4 separate regions of the Gossypium hirsutum genome follow, and all the other regions are linked to region 1. A link is a contact called in public Hi-C data. All regions are on one chromosome and are shown on one strand. The core of a region is the stretch at or near the end of the contact, and the rest is flanking DNA. Distances in the headings are between cores, read along the strand shown. Region 1 holds the start of LOC107901724 (probable ubiquitin-conjugating enzyme E2 24). Region 2 holds the start of LOC107962327. Region 3 holds the start of LOC107895351. Region 4 holds the start of LOC107895347 (50S ribosomal protein L21, mitochondrial).

Region 1 (3,530 bases), core at 420-2,919:
TTTAAAAATTAGGATAAATTACACTTGAGATCACCCTAAAATAACGTCATTTCTATTTTGACTACTTAAAATTTTTTTTATCACTACTACTAGAAAAATTGACCAAAATGGTACTTAACGATTAAACTCTTAACGGATTGTTAATTGGACTTGCAAAAAAAAAGAAAATTGTTCTTTTAATCATTTTAAAAATTACAAAATTTCAGTTAACACTATTGCTATACCCACAAAGTTTTAACTTTTTATGTTTAAGCAAAGCAAAATACATCGATTTACTATAGCTCCGCCCTTTATGACATTGTCGCTGTCTTTGCTCCATCGTCTTTCACTTGAACAAGAAAAATTTGTCATGGTTTTAGTGTTCGTGTTAACAAAAAGTTGTGCATATTATTATTTTTTAATTTTTTTATTTGATTTAATTGGAATACAACTATTGTGGGGTTTCAATGTTTGGGTTAAAGGCTTTGTATTAAAAAAAAAACCTTAATATATATAGTTTTTCGGTGAAGAGTTATCACCTTTTTATAAATCATGGTGCATTTTGAAAAAAATGGTACAACTAAATTATTTAGTTGGGAAATAAATAAATAGGAAAACATAGTAATTAAGAAATTTACATCAGTGTCTAGATAGGAGGACGAAATTGAGGTGATAGTGGGAGAAGATGGTGACGAAAGTATATCAAAAGCAAGATTTAACATATTTTAATATGAGTTGTTGATAGGGATTTAAAAGATTAACTTGAAAATTTTTAAAGGAAATAAAAAGATTTTTTTTTTCTTTTTTATAATTATTTTAATCAAGTTTTTAAACATTAGTGACTAAGTTAACAACAATTATTTTAAAATAACTAAAATAATAAACGATAATTTAAGGTTACTTCCAATTAGAGCTGATTATGGGCCGGGTGGCCCGGCCCGAAGGCCTGCTCGAAAAATGGGAGGGTTTGAGTAAAAATATAGACTTGAAAAATGGGCTTCGGCAAAAAAAAGAGGCCCGTTTAGAAAACAGGCCGAGCCTCTAGTAAGAGTTTTTTTGCCCGGGCTCGGCCCGGCTCGGCCCGAATTATATATTAATATATTTTTTTATTTTATTTTAATCATTTTAAAATTTTAATATAACTATTTTTTATTATATTGTCAATTTGTGTATTGTTTTAATAATTGTTTTAATATCATTTTTATTTGTTTTAATATTTATTTTTGTGTTTTTAAATATATTAGATTTATTATATTTTTAAATTTTTTTATTTAATGAAATAAGAAAAAAAATTTAATATGGGTCGGGCCGAGCCTGGCTCGAGCTTAACAATTTTATTTCAGGCCGAGCTTAAATAAATTTTTAGGCTCAAATTTCAGACCGAGCCAGACCCGGACCTTATAAACCGACTTAAAATTTTATCTAGACCTGACCCGAACCCGATCCGACCCAGCCCGACCCATGATCACCTCTACCTTCAATATAAGAAAATGGGGGAGAGACTGGCAGGTTTTTCGTGTTGCCACTTGCCAGCTGCCACCAGGTAAGCTCTAGTAAATAATTAATGGGTTATAAGGGGTTGATTGTGAAATGAGAAACATAAGGGGCAGCATTGTCATTTTATATTATAACTAAGATTTGGTTATGCGAAAGTACAGCATAATCCAGATTCCACTGTATATTCTCTTTTCTTTTCTTTTTTCTGTATTAATTTCCATAAATAATAAACCAAAATGTTTTCTCCTTCGAATGTGGAATGAATGGGCAAAGCAAAGCACCATTAAAACTTTTTCCTTCAACCTTCCATAGCTCTTTCCAGCGAAAACCCTGAACGCGTTTTAGAGAGGGAAAGAGAAGGGACTGTTACTGTTTGTTACTGTATTCCAATATGTTGTCCAGCTTCCTTAATGGCGTCCTGATTGTTGGTATTCAGAGAGAAGACGAACCTCTCTGAATTTCTTAGTCTCTTTTTTTTTTCTAAAATTTTAAAATTCTGTTTATATTGTTTGGACCTGTTAGAAAGAGAAAGAGACGGCGAGGAAAGACAGGCGAGAGAGAAAAAGAAAATTAGAAGTCGTTTTCTGAGTTTGAGTTGACTGGCTGTATCGGTGTATGATTTGTCGCGTTTCTTTCATTCGGGTTCATGGCTCTACTCGTATTTAGAAGCGGTAAACGGTAAGTTTTTCTAATTTTTATTATTATTTAATTTTCTTTCCTTCGTAATGGTAACTCTTTCAATCTGTTTGTTTCTTGGATTTTTGTCTTTTATAGAAAGCTTGTATATCTCTTAGAACTGGAATTTTCTTTTTGGAATTCGAGCTTCTTGTTTAGGTTTATATTTTATTTGACATGTAAGTAAACTAAAATACATATGTTTTTATTTGAATTTTGGATTTTTAAATTTGTATGCAAAGAAAACTTTGTTAAAGTAGCGAACTTGGAAAATAAATGGGATTTTTATTGAGTAATGGAATTGAAGGATAGAGTATGTTGAATACTTTCTAAAGTTTTTTCGAAGATTTTAATTAGGCCGTAATCATTCCGAAATTATATTTCTTTTAATGAATTAGTCCATCTCAGTGATGAATATTATACGTAGGTATAATTGCTATTCCTTTTTATGTAAACTGTAATAAGGTTTATTTGTCTCTTCAGTCCACCTCTATATGTTGTTATTAATCTCTTGTGTGTCTTGTATTAAGACAAGAACCTTTGTTTTCTCATGAAAAGATAAATATGTGATTATTGGAACTGAATGATGCTTCTTTTATAATTCCTTTATAGCAAAGAATCTTAGGACTGGTTATTGTTGTTATCGTGAAGGTTTCATGGAAATCTTAAATGGCTTAGAGGAGTTGTGAGTTTCGACAAGGAAAAGCCATCTTTCAGATAAATTTCTTGATAGGCAACTTTCCACAGACGGTTGTCTTGGCTGAACGATTCTGATCTGTTCATCCACTTTAGTCCAACTCTTTATGAGACAGATCCTGTTGTGTTGTAGGGAAAAAAGAAACAGAAACTTCAACTTTATAATCTGGTGCATAGCATCATAGATTTTGTTAGAAACAAACAAGTCTTTCAGATTCGTGAAGTTTAAGCTTCGGTGGCAAATCTTCTTTGGCAAAAATTTCTACAGTTCACGTCAGTCAGGTGAATTTACTAGAACAGTGTTTATTATCATCATTTGCAGCTCTTTCTGGAGGGATCTTCTTTCATACTAGTAAATCAACTCTCGGCTTCAAATAAGGCACCTGCCAAGTTTAACTCCTATTACCTCTGTGAGGAATCTTCTTTAGAAGTTTCTTCCAGTATAAACTTTGTCCATTTCGGCAAATCTCCTTTGGCATTAGAGTCCTTCGTCCCTTTCGGGCAAATCTCCTTTGGCATTAGAGTCAAAATATCCTCTTCAGGATATTTTACTCACTATCTCTTTCAAACAGTTGAATCAACTGGAAGATAAATACCACGCAAATCGCAACTGAAAATTTTAGTTATATCCTTGGCTGTATTGCCTTAGCAAAAAAAAAAAATAATAAAAGCCTTGGCTGTAT
Region 2 (3,530 bases), core at 304-2,803, 240 kb after region 1:
AAATGGGAAATAGAAGCATAGGAATAATAGTGAATTTCATGATATAGTAATTAAATTACTTAAAGTGTAAATATAGTATTTTATTGTGAATATATGATGCTAAGATTTGAGAATAAGTTATATGAATGAATGATTGACGAATGAAGTAAAAAGTGGAATAGGAAGTAGGTAACAGACTATAATGGAAATTAAAAATTTGGAGGAATTGAGAAAAACAGGGTGCATGTCACGACGTGGGCATCTAATGTCACGACAATGCCTCTGATGTCAGAAAAAAAAAGTTTGTAAACAAAACCTAAGTGGTCGATAAAACTTAAATGGAGCTAACAAAAGATCGGTTAAAGCTTGAAATGTAATTTATAAATTTAATAGTAATTACAAATTGTTTTGTTAACTTGATTAGGAAGAGTATTTGAATTGAATTTATCTAAAGTTGCTTCAGCAACAAATGTAACATTCCGATGCTTGGTCTCGGTAGCGGGTCGAGTATGGGGCTGTTGCAATAAGGTTTTGTAATTGTGGGGTAAAAATATGCGAAACAAGTTTTATTTTGGTTTCAGCTTTTGTCTTTTTTGTTTCATAAACAAAAAAAGTTTTAACAAATAGAAAACATAGAAAAATTACGTTAAAAGATATGGAGAATGGAGAAAAACAGAGCGAGAAGCAGAAAAGAATGGAAAATAAAAGATAGGGGTGTTCAAATGGTTAACCGATCAGTTAACCAAACTGAACTAGTGTTAACTGAATTAATCGAACTTTTTAATCCTTTAACCATTAACCGAACTGAAATTTTTTTAAAAAAATTTAACCGAACAAAAATTTTTCAGTTAATTCGGTTAACTGACCAAATTAATCGATATTTATATGTTTTATTATTTTTTTTGTTAGAACAAATATAAAACATATCAAAAAAATAAATTGATAATATTTATTTGATCGAATTAACTGAATTAGTAATAGCTTAATACATATAATATATAAAATTATTTATTAAGTTTGATTAATTACCCAATTTCGAATTGAATTAATCGTTAACCGAAATTCTAAAAAAATTTTAACCGAACTCTGACCAAATTAGACTGATTTATTCGATTAATTTGATTTTAATTGAAGTTTGAATACCTCTACTTACCGTTACACCGTTAACGACAATTAACGGTTTAATAATTAAAATGTTATAACACATTAACGTAAGTGACTAAGACGTAACATTTGAAATATAAATAACTAAATAAAACCTATTATAAACAAAAATAATTATTTTAATAATTTAGCTATAACCGTGTCTCCTCGAAGTATACAACCGAAAGTTTGGAACATAGAACTTTCTGTTTTTGCCTTTAGGAAAGGAGAAGAAGCCACAAATGACGTGGAGCCTTACTAGTCGTTGATTTTAATATTCATTGCATCATAATATCAAAGTTTCACTTCTCCTTTAATGCACTTTCAAATATTTAAACTCTAAAACTTTAGTGATAATATTGTAAAATAATAAAATAAAATAAATATAAATCCAAAAACTAAAAATAAGTAAATGAAAGAGAGAACCACAAATTGTAAGTAGAACATGAAAAATAGTTTCACCATAAAAAATATAGATAGTATTTCCGTCAAAGAAAAGTTATAATGTATTACCTAAATAAAGAAAATCCAAGGAACAAAGATGCAGGGCGGTCGTAGTTCCCAACAGAACACATAATTACCAAACTACCCTTTATTGCCATAGCCTATATCGATGCGATTCCCCAAGCTTTAAAAATTAAAACCAAAGCTGCAAATTCGTCCGGTCGGAGAGAGAGAGAGAGAGAGAGGGGAAAGGAAATGGAAAACGTGATTCCTCAGCAATGGGCTTCTCCTTGTGGAAATCAATGCACTCACAAATACGCTGCTCTCATGCAAATTCCTTGTATTACTTCCTTTCCTTTTTTCCTCTTTTAAACAATACCATTCTTTTTATTATTTTCTAATAATTCGGGATGGAATTGGATAAGCTTGCCGATCCTTTCAATTTGGATTTTCATAGATCTTGGTTTTTTTTTGTGTATTTTTTTTTAAAATTTTTTACATTTGAAGTTTCTTCATTCAAGGTTTCGTTTAATTCGTTAGTGTCTAGGTGTTTTGATGTTTATTTGTTGTGATTGAGAGGATTTCTTTTACTGTTTTTGAATGGATGCTTTATCTCTGTTGCAAGTTTTGGGTGTAAATTTATAATAATGTGAGCTATAAATAGGCTATTATTGTGTATTTGTTTGTCAGATGTCCAAATTACTTTGTTTACTCAATCAGTTGCTTATAATATTAATTTGGGATACTCTTCATTTTAATCTCCACTTTTTTTTTTTTTTTGAATTGTGAGCAATGGTTGATTTATCTGAGAAATGTTTTTGTATGTCATCGATTTATTAACGTTGCTAACTATCACGAATTCTTGTAGGGAGAGTGTTCTGCAAAAAAGGGTGTAATGCGGATGGAGACACTTGGGAAGAGTGTAAGCAGTTTTGTTTGAGCTGTTTCTTATGATTTAAGAACCATTTCCGAGGATAGAGTTGTATTTTTGATGGAATCTGGTTTAGTCAGTGTTTTGATGTTCCTTGTTCGGCTTTCTGGTGCTTATTTCATATTTGCAATGAATTAGTTTCGTCAAAGATCTGACTGAAACATGAGTTCCAGTTATGATTTGACCTTCATTCCTTTTGATAGGAAAAATGTGCCGACTTGTAATGAAGAATGGACAACATTCTTATCACATGTTCTTGAAACTGTTGTCTTGTTATTGATTAAAGCATCAAGCATTCAATTCTCTCTCGATTATTCACTTTAGAAGGATTTCATAAAGTGGAAGAGTTCTTTAACCAACCTTAACAAAAAAGTTGTTTTCTTACACTGGCGAAATAACATATCATTTACAGCTGATTATATCTTAATTTTTATGATAATGTACTTTTCAGGTTTAGCAGAGTGTGATGAGATATGCTATAAGGATCCTGTATTAAAGGATCAGCAATGGAGTGCTTACATCGATCGCTCCCCTGGAGCTGTCAATTACTCTCAGGTATTGAATCTTGTGGCCATTCTGCGTGTCCCCTTTTCTCACTTTTAGTGACCCTAGATTTTGTCATTTAATTCATACATTTTCAGGTCTAATATGGTTGAACTGCTGTTTATTTGGTCATTTGGTTGTTAGTGCTGGTTTTTGTGTTTCCTCTTTTTGTTTTTTTACACTGGTTTGCAATTGCTCTTTAGTGTTAGACAGGTTGAGCCACAACAAATTTAGTCTTTATGTGTATCGAGGGTGATATACTCCCGTAGATGCCTTTTAAGGCATTCTGGAGTTGATAACCAGTGATGCTGCTTGATTAAATTTGGAATGATCTTGGAATTGCAATGAATCAAACAAAACGTGGTATATATACTTGAAATTATTGTGCAAAAAAAGGAAAATCTGTTACAATGACAACTTTTCCCAATAGCACCTCAGGTACTGCCTCTGTGCTAGTAAAGCCAACTCTACTTGTCTTGCTTCTAGACTT
Region 3 (3,530 bases), core at 378-2,877, 170 kb before region 1:
GTCTCTATAATTTTTATATTTTTGAAATTTAATCCTTCAAATTTATTTTTTATATTTGTTTGAATTGAAAATTAAATTTTAATTGATAACATTGTTATTGGATTTTCAATAAATATGAATAGTTGGTGTTTTAATTTTTAAAAAATTTGATTTAAAATTTAAAGTCCAATTTCTAACACATTTAAATTTAGCAAACATTAGTTACCATTGTTATCAATTGGATTTTAATTTTCAAATTTAACTAAATGCTTGAAATTAAAAGTGAATGGACTAAATTTCAAAAAATTCTAAAGAACATAGGGACTAGAGACAAAATTAAATCTTTAAAAATTTATGTTTCGAAATAAAATATATAATATGTAAATGGTAAGAATGAAATGCATATATTATGAACAAATTAGTTGAGATTCAATATAATATATAGAGTTAATTTCTCCAAACATCCCAAAACTATTACCCTCATTCTAAATTTATCCCTAAATTTCAAGTCATTCTAATTAATCCGTAAACTATCAAGATTATATCAACCAAGTCCTTTCGTTACTAAAATTATTAATTTAACTATTAAATAACATGTTAGATCTTATGTGACATAATTTAAAATGAAAAAGATTAAGAAAAATAAATATGGTAAAAAATATATTTTTAAAAAATATTAGTTTTGGGGTTTTCAAAGTTTTTACAGAAGATTTATCATTTATTCTTCCTTTTTTTAGTTTTACTTTTAAAAGTTATGCAATAACATTCTATTTCTTTAAAATTTTCCATTTTAAATTCAATTGCATAAGATTGGCCGTGTAATTTAATGGTTAAATTAATAGTTTTAATAATGAAAAGACTTAATTGGTATAACATTAATAGTTTAGGGATGTAATTAGAATATTTTAAAGTTTAAGATCAATTTAGAATGAAGGTCACAATTTAAGGATATCTGATGCAATTAACTCAAATACATAGTAGAAAAATACAAAAACATTGATTTATCAAATTCAAAAATATTTTAAGAATTGCAAACTCATTACTAAATAAGCATATAACAGAACCATTTAATTGAGAAATTGTTATGAATACTATATTTCTAAACAATTTACTACTCAATTTACATTATTTTTAAAATCCAAATTTTAAAAATTCTACTTCCCAAACACCACAAAAAGTTAAAACATATTTCAACAAACCCATTTATCATCTAAACTCTCGTTATAAAATGGTTAAAAATGCTACAAGTTTTTTTACTTTTTTTTGTAAATTTAAAATTTAATCCCTCAATTTTTATTTCACTAAATTTAATTATAGATTTTATAGATTTTAAAATTTATGTCCAATTGTTAACTTCACCTTAAAATTATTCTTTCAAATTTATTTTACAATTAAAAAAACATTTTAATAATTTAATAGAAAAACTTTGAGGATGTTAATAATTAGATTTGTATTTTTAAATTTAAAAAATAAAATGGCTAAGTTCTTTAAAATAAAAATGAGAGGACTAAATTTCAAATATAAAAAATAAAAAAGTATAGGGAATTAAAGAAGTTTTTTTTTTTTAAGATTACTTAGTTAAACTTACAAATTGTTTACTAGTCAAATAATAATATAAAATAAATATTTAAGGGAAAAAAAAAGGAGATGGAAGCGCGGAGTAATCCGGCCGACAAACTGGCGTAAGCTAAGCTGAAGTTAGCGATTAATTTCAAACATTAATAATAATAATTATTAATATTATAAACCTTTGAAATTAAATAAAACTGGAACTAACCAAAAATCACTTCCCTTTCCTATTCATCTTCCTCTTTCTTCTCATTTCATTCGGTTCCCAAAATGAGCTTTTGGGGTTAGGGTTTCTTTCCACTACAATCATGTCTATTTTTAAATCAAACCACTGATCACCATCCCTTTCAGACACAAACAAAAAACCCCAATCCCCCCCTCCCCACCACGAAAAATGTCAACATCAGCAGCAGCTTTCAGGCTGATCTGTCTCCTCCACTCGGTGATCGCCTTATCAAGCGGCGCACTCATGATGTTCTACATGAAAGAAATGTACACATTCACCCACGGGATCGAGACGGCCACCAAGCTCTTAGGATCCACTCCACACGATCAGCTCTTGATCCGGACCTCCGATTCCTTCGCGGGTCTGCTATTGTTCGCCGTGGGGTTCTTGCTTTTCATGGTCTCATTTGTTAAAGACAGAGAGTTCCAATCATTCTTCGCCAAAGGGTGCACGGTTTTGCATGTATCGGTGGCGATGTGGAGGTTCTGGTTCGAGAGAAGAGTAGAGGATTTGGCTTGGGATTGGCTTCGACAGACGGTTGGTGACATATTGTTGGCTTTTTCTTGGGTATTCTTTTTGGTTTACTCTTGGAGAGAAAAGTATGATTAGATTTCAATTTGTTTTTGTTTGCTGCTTGGGTAGTTATGGTGTATATTTTTGTGAAGTTGATAAATTTGGGTTGTTTTGATTCGAAATTCAGTGTAAGATGATTGGGTATGAATCAGAATTTGAAAAAGTGATTTATTTACACTTGATTGTTCAATCTTTCTTGCTATTTTTTTGTTATTAAAATGCTAATGATCTCGTGAAATGAAATTAGATAAAGTGTTTTTAGGTTAAAATTGGGTTCTCCTTGTACCTAACATACTGAAATATACTTCATTTAAGGATGAGATAAGCGATTCTGGTACTTCACTCTTGGTTACACATTAGACCATCCATTGCAAAATATATTGTAAGAAAATAAAGAGAGCTATAATCACAATTGCAATTATTATTTCTACCATTATTTTTTACTTTACCCAAAAAAAAAAATATGCAACTCACCACACATCCAGCAAAATATATGGTAAGCACAGACATTTTAAATGATATCAGATCACACTTCTTTTAACAGATCTGGTATTTGTGAATTTCCATTAAGGTTCTTTATTTTGGTTCTGCCCGGTGATGTTTTAAATTTTGGAATTTTATAAAATTTTATAGAAACATTAAAGAAATTATAAAAAAAATTGTAAAGAAATATAAAATTCGTAAAAAATTTATAAAAGTTATCATATTAAAAGAAGTATTTTATAATTTTTCTATAAATTTTTATCATTTTTCTCCACATTTCATGTTATGTTCATGATGGTTTTAATTGAAAAAATATATAAAATTTTACAATAATTTTTACGATTTTTAAAAGAAATTCTAATTTTTAATAATTTATAAATAATTTTACATTTTTATTAAAATTTAATGATTTTTATAACTTTTATTGATTTTTATTTTTTATAATTTTTTGTCACATTTCACGCCGTGGTTGTGGCACGGGGTGACTTTAACTGAAAAAAATTAAGGATAGTTAGTTTTAACGGTCAAAGGGTCTTTTTGATATATTTTGAAAATTTAAGTACCCAACTAAATGTAAAAAAAAAAAAGCAAGGGCTTAATTGTTTTTTTTTTTTTTAAGTTTGAGAGCCTTTTACATCCTTAAACCCTTTTTATTTTTATTATGGATACTTATTACCTCCATCAATTGTATATATGTATT
Region 4 (3,530 bases), core at 700-3,199, 130 kb before region 1:
AATGATGTTGAAAAAGTTAGGCAAATTTAAATTATGTGCAATCAACACTAGCAACTTACTTTCAAGCATATTAATAGAGACCTCAACAATATTGTTGATTTGATGGCTAAACTTGGATGAGACAATTTAAATGGATTGTGTGTTCAGGACAACCCTTCAAGTGTTGTAGCTACTTGCCTAGAGTATGAGAGGAATTGTTATATTAACGATTCTATTGTAAATGACTTTGATCATATTTAGGTTCTTAAGAACCCCCCTTTTTTTACCAAAAGAAACAAAAATTTGTATAGGCAAAGAAAATGTCAGTGCAACATCACTTATATGTGTTGGTCGTCGGACCAAATAAAAGGTGTTATAGTACTACTTTTGATAATAATAAAAAAGGGGGTTAATAACCAAATTTGCTTTTTTGGGTAGTATGCTATTATGCTTTTAAAATACAGGCAAATTTGTTACTTTAATTTATGCAAATAAAATTTACAATAAAACTTTGATATTAATAGAATTTTGCTATTTTGACTTTGAATTTCTAAAATCAATTTTTAGAGTGTTTAAATGTTTTTAAAACAAAATTGAAACAAAAAATTCTCTCAAATATAAAAACTTATTAAGAAAGAATTAAAATTTTTAATAAATTAAGAAATTTAAAAAAGTTTGCTTTTTAATGAAATAAAACCATTTTAATAATTAATTATTTTAATTACTAAAATAAAATTATAAAAACATTATTTTTATTAATTTTTGTTTCAAATTATTCAAAAAGTTTAAGTCGAAAATTCAATAAATAACCCAATAATAAATTTTAGGGTAAATTATAAAAATAGTCATGTATAATAATTAATTACTAAAATGACTTTGGATTTTGCCACGTAGGACTACTGTGAGGGAGGTAATAGGGTTTAACGGTAGAGTGAATATTTCGTAACAAAACGATAACGTAAGTGACTAAAATGTAAAATTTCAAACATAAATGACTAAAATGTAATCTGAATCAAACAAAAATGACTATTTTTATAGATAAACTATTTCTTCTTTTAACATTTGCCAAGAAAACAAAGCTTTAAAAGTGGTATAATTTTAAATTTAGTCTTTCGAATATGCTCAAAATTTAAATTTATATCTATAAACTAAATATGAAAGAACGGCTTTAAGGCATTTCAACAGGAGACATGTCCTGCTTTTTTACATTATAAAATAATGATTCAATTGTAATTACGATCACTTTAATTTTTTTAAATTTATATAATAATAGTTAAATTTTAATTTTGATAACTAAATTATGCTTAAAATTGAGATTTAATTTTTATATTTAACTTTTAACATAATTTAATACCTGGAGGGCCCATGTTCTGCTGTTCTCTTTTCATTATAAGATGATGGTCCAATTTAAATTTTGATGTGTTTACTTTTTATTACAAAACTGTGGTCAAATTTTAGTTTTAATCCTTATACTACCCTTAAATTTAAGACTTTATTTTTATATTTAATTTTTGACATAATTTAATTTTTTTCAAGAATTATGTATATGATTTACATATTAATTGTATACAGATAAATATATTTTATTACTTTATTTATTATTTTATTTTTAAATTATATTATAGAAATGATTTATCCACACTTTGAATAATGTATCATATTTTAATTCTATCATATAATAATTTTAATTTCAAATTATCTCATATTTTACTAATTTATCTTAACGTAATTCCAAATTTATTTTCATAGAAGATATAAAATAATATTTCAATTGACAAAATTTTGAAAGCTATTTTAATTGACAATTATTCTCTATAATTAAAATATTATTTTGAATTAATTATTTAAATCTCCATTATTGTGGGGGCATACAATCTAGTTAGGAATTTTACCATTAACTAGTATCAATTTAGGAATGCAGTATGGTAACTCTTTAAAAACTAATTTGAGTTCAAAAAATTAATTTCCTTACATACCCAAATATTATCGGGTAAAAAAAAAAGAAATGAAAATCTAAAACCCCGATTTTCATCTAGCCGAAGTGCTAAACCCTAGCGAGCCATCGCCTGAACTCAAAAACAAAAAACAGCGCCAAGTTTTCAATGGCTCATCGACGGTGCCTCCACTCAGCTCTCCTCCACGGCACGGCTCTCATTTCTTTGAAGAAGTCTCCGCCACTCTCCATCGTCAATGCCTTAACCCCGAAACCAAATCCGGTGATAACGACTTCCAATTTGGAACCCTCGTGGTTTACCCCCTGGTCCTACGTTCGTCACTTCTCATCCAGAAAAAGCGACGACAGCGAGAACGAAGCCGAGATGGAAGATAGCAGCGATGTAGAAGAGGAGAGCGACGAGATGGCGTCGGATATGGTTAGAGACTACTCACCTGGGGAGAAGGAAGCTGAGGCCGCCGCTATTGGATACAAAGTGGTGGGGCCGCTCCAGCGGTCCGACCGGGTATTCAAAGACTATGAGCCAGTTTTCGCAGTGGTTCAGGTATTCAATTTTTGGTTTTGGTTTCATTTTCAACAACCGAAAATTTGGAACATTATTAATGATCGTTTTTTTTTTTGAAAAAAAAAAAGATTGGATCACATCAGTTTAAGGTGAGCAACGGGGATTCAATTTTCACGGAGAGGTTGAAATTCTGCGAAGTTAATGACAAGGTAATTTGCAGTTTTTTTGTTCTGCTTATTGTAAGTTTATAGCGGCTCTATTTTCATGCCAACTTTTAATTGTCTGTTGATGCATTTTTTGGGGAGGATTTTAGTGGCTTGATGATGACATTACGTCAATGAATATTATATTGTTGTTTAATAAGATAATGCATTGAAGAGTCTCATCTAATTGAATTACAACTTTACAAGGAAGTATTTTATCAAAGGTAATCAGTGTTTTTTCTTGGATGAATTCCTTTGTTATATTTGTTTGCTAAGAAAGATTACTGAATTTTTGAGTTTTGACTCATTTATGTAGTTTCTTGCATTAAAAGGAATCATCAACTTTTAAACAACAACGGGTCAGTGTTGCAGGCTATTTGTTTATTTTTAAATAAGGAAGTTGCTTGCAATTTTAATAAGACCTGTGTCGTGTTAATAATATTTGCCTGGTACAATTTTGGAAGAAGACGTATCCAAAAAATCTTAGAGGGTTAGAGAGAAATCTCAAATAGTCTGATATTTAGAGAAATGAATCAATGACAGGTGCAGTTTTGTAAATGCTCTTTATCATCATGTTTATGTTAAATCTAAGAGAGCGGTTTAGATGTACTTTTTGCTTAATGGTACAGAACGAGAGCTTGTCGAGAAGTTATCATGTTTGTGAAATATTTGATTAGCTTTAGTACAAAAAGGCTTGTGTTTTTCAATTAACTATTGGCAGTTTTCTTTTCCTCTGTACTTCTCAATTCAGCAATCAAATTTGCTGAGAGTTCTGCTAGCCTTGGATGATTTGATTCTTTATCATATGTTTTGTGAAAATACTACGTGCACTTGTCCATGTTTGTTGCTCTTTTTCCCCTCCTATTTAATTGAATCCTCATGCTTCAAT

The links. Hi-C and Micro-C count contacts between places; a contact is called where the count stands out from the background.
Region 2: a Hi-C map of leaf shows a contact between it and region 1, with 2.0 times the contacts expected there. The contact joins the promoter of LOC107962327 here to the promoter of LOC107901724 in region 1. A contact is called at or near these places in 2 of 34 Hi-C or Micro-C datasets (both in leaf).
Region 3: a contact with region 1 is called in a Hi-C map of hypocotyl, with 3 times the contacts expected there. The contact joins the promoter of LOC107895351 here to the promoter of LOC107901724 in region 1. A contact is called at or near these places in 6 of 34 Hi-C or Micro-C datasets (hypocotyl, leaf and seedling).
Region 4: a contact with region 1 is called in a Hi-C map of leaf, with 4 times the contacts expected there. The contact joins the promoter of LOC107895347 here to the promoter of LOC107901724 in region 1. A contact is called at or near these places in 17 of 34 Hi-C or Micro-C datasets (anther, callus, fibers and 4 more).

What each region holds. Positions count from the first base shown.
Region 1 is chrA06:88,684,193-88,687,722 of Gossypium_hirsutum_v2.1, forward strand. LOC107901724 (probable ubiquitin-conjugating enzyme E2 24) reads left to right here and starts at 1,670. Exons shown (of 9, transcript XM_041115926.1): 1 at 1,670-2,154.
Region 2 is chrA06:88,923,794-88,927,323 of Gossypium_hirsutum_v2.1, forward strand. It overlaps LOC107962327, which reads left to right and starts at 1,554. Exons shown (of 6, transcript XM_016898666.2): 1 at 1,554-1,906; 2 at 2,435-2,488; 3 at 2,949-3,052. The coding sequence starts at 1,822.
Region 3 is chrA06:88,510,111-88,513,640 of Gossypium_hirsutum_v2.1, forward strand. It overlaps LOC107895351, which reads left to right and starts at 1,628. Exons shown (of 1, transcript XM_016820662.2): 1 at 1,628-2,522. The coding sequence starts at 1,943. The coding sequence ends at 2,383.
Region 4 is chrA06:88,555,907-88,559,436 of Gossypium_hirsutum_v2.1, forward strand. LOC107895347 (50S ribosomal protein L21, mitochondrial) reads left to right here and starts at 1,950. Exons shown (of 5, transcript XM_016820660.2): 1 at 1,950-2,477; 2 at 2,567-2,647. The coding sequence starts at 2,082.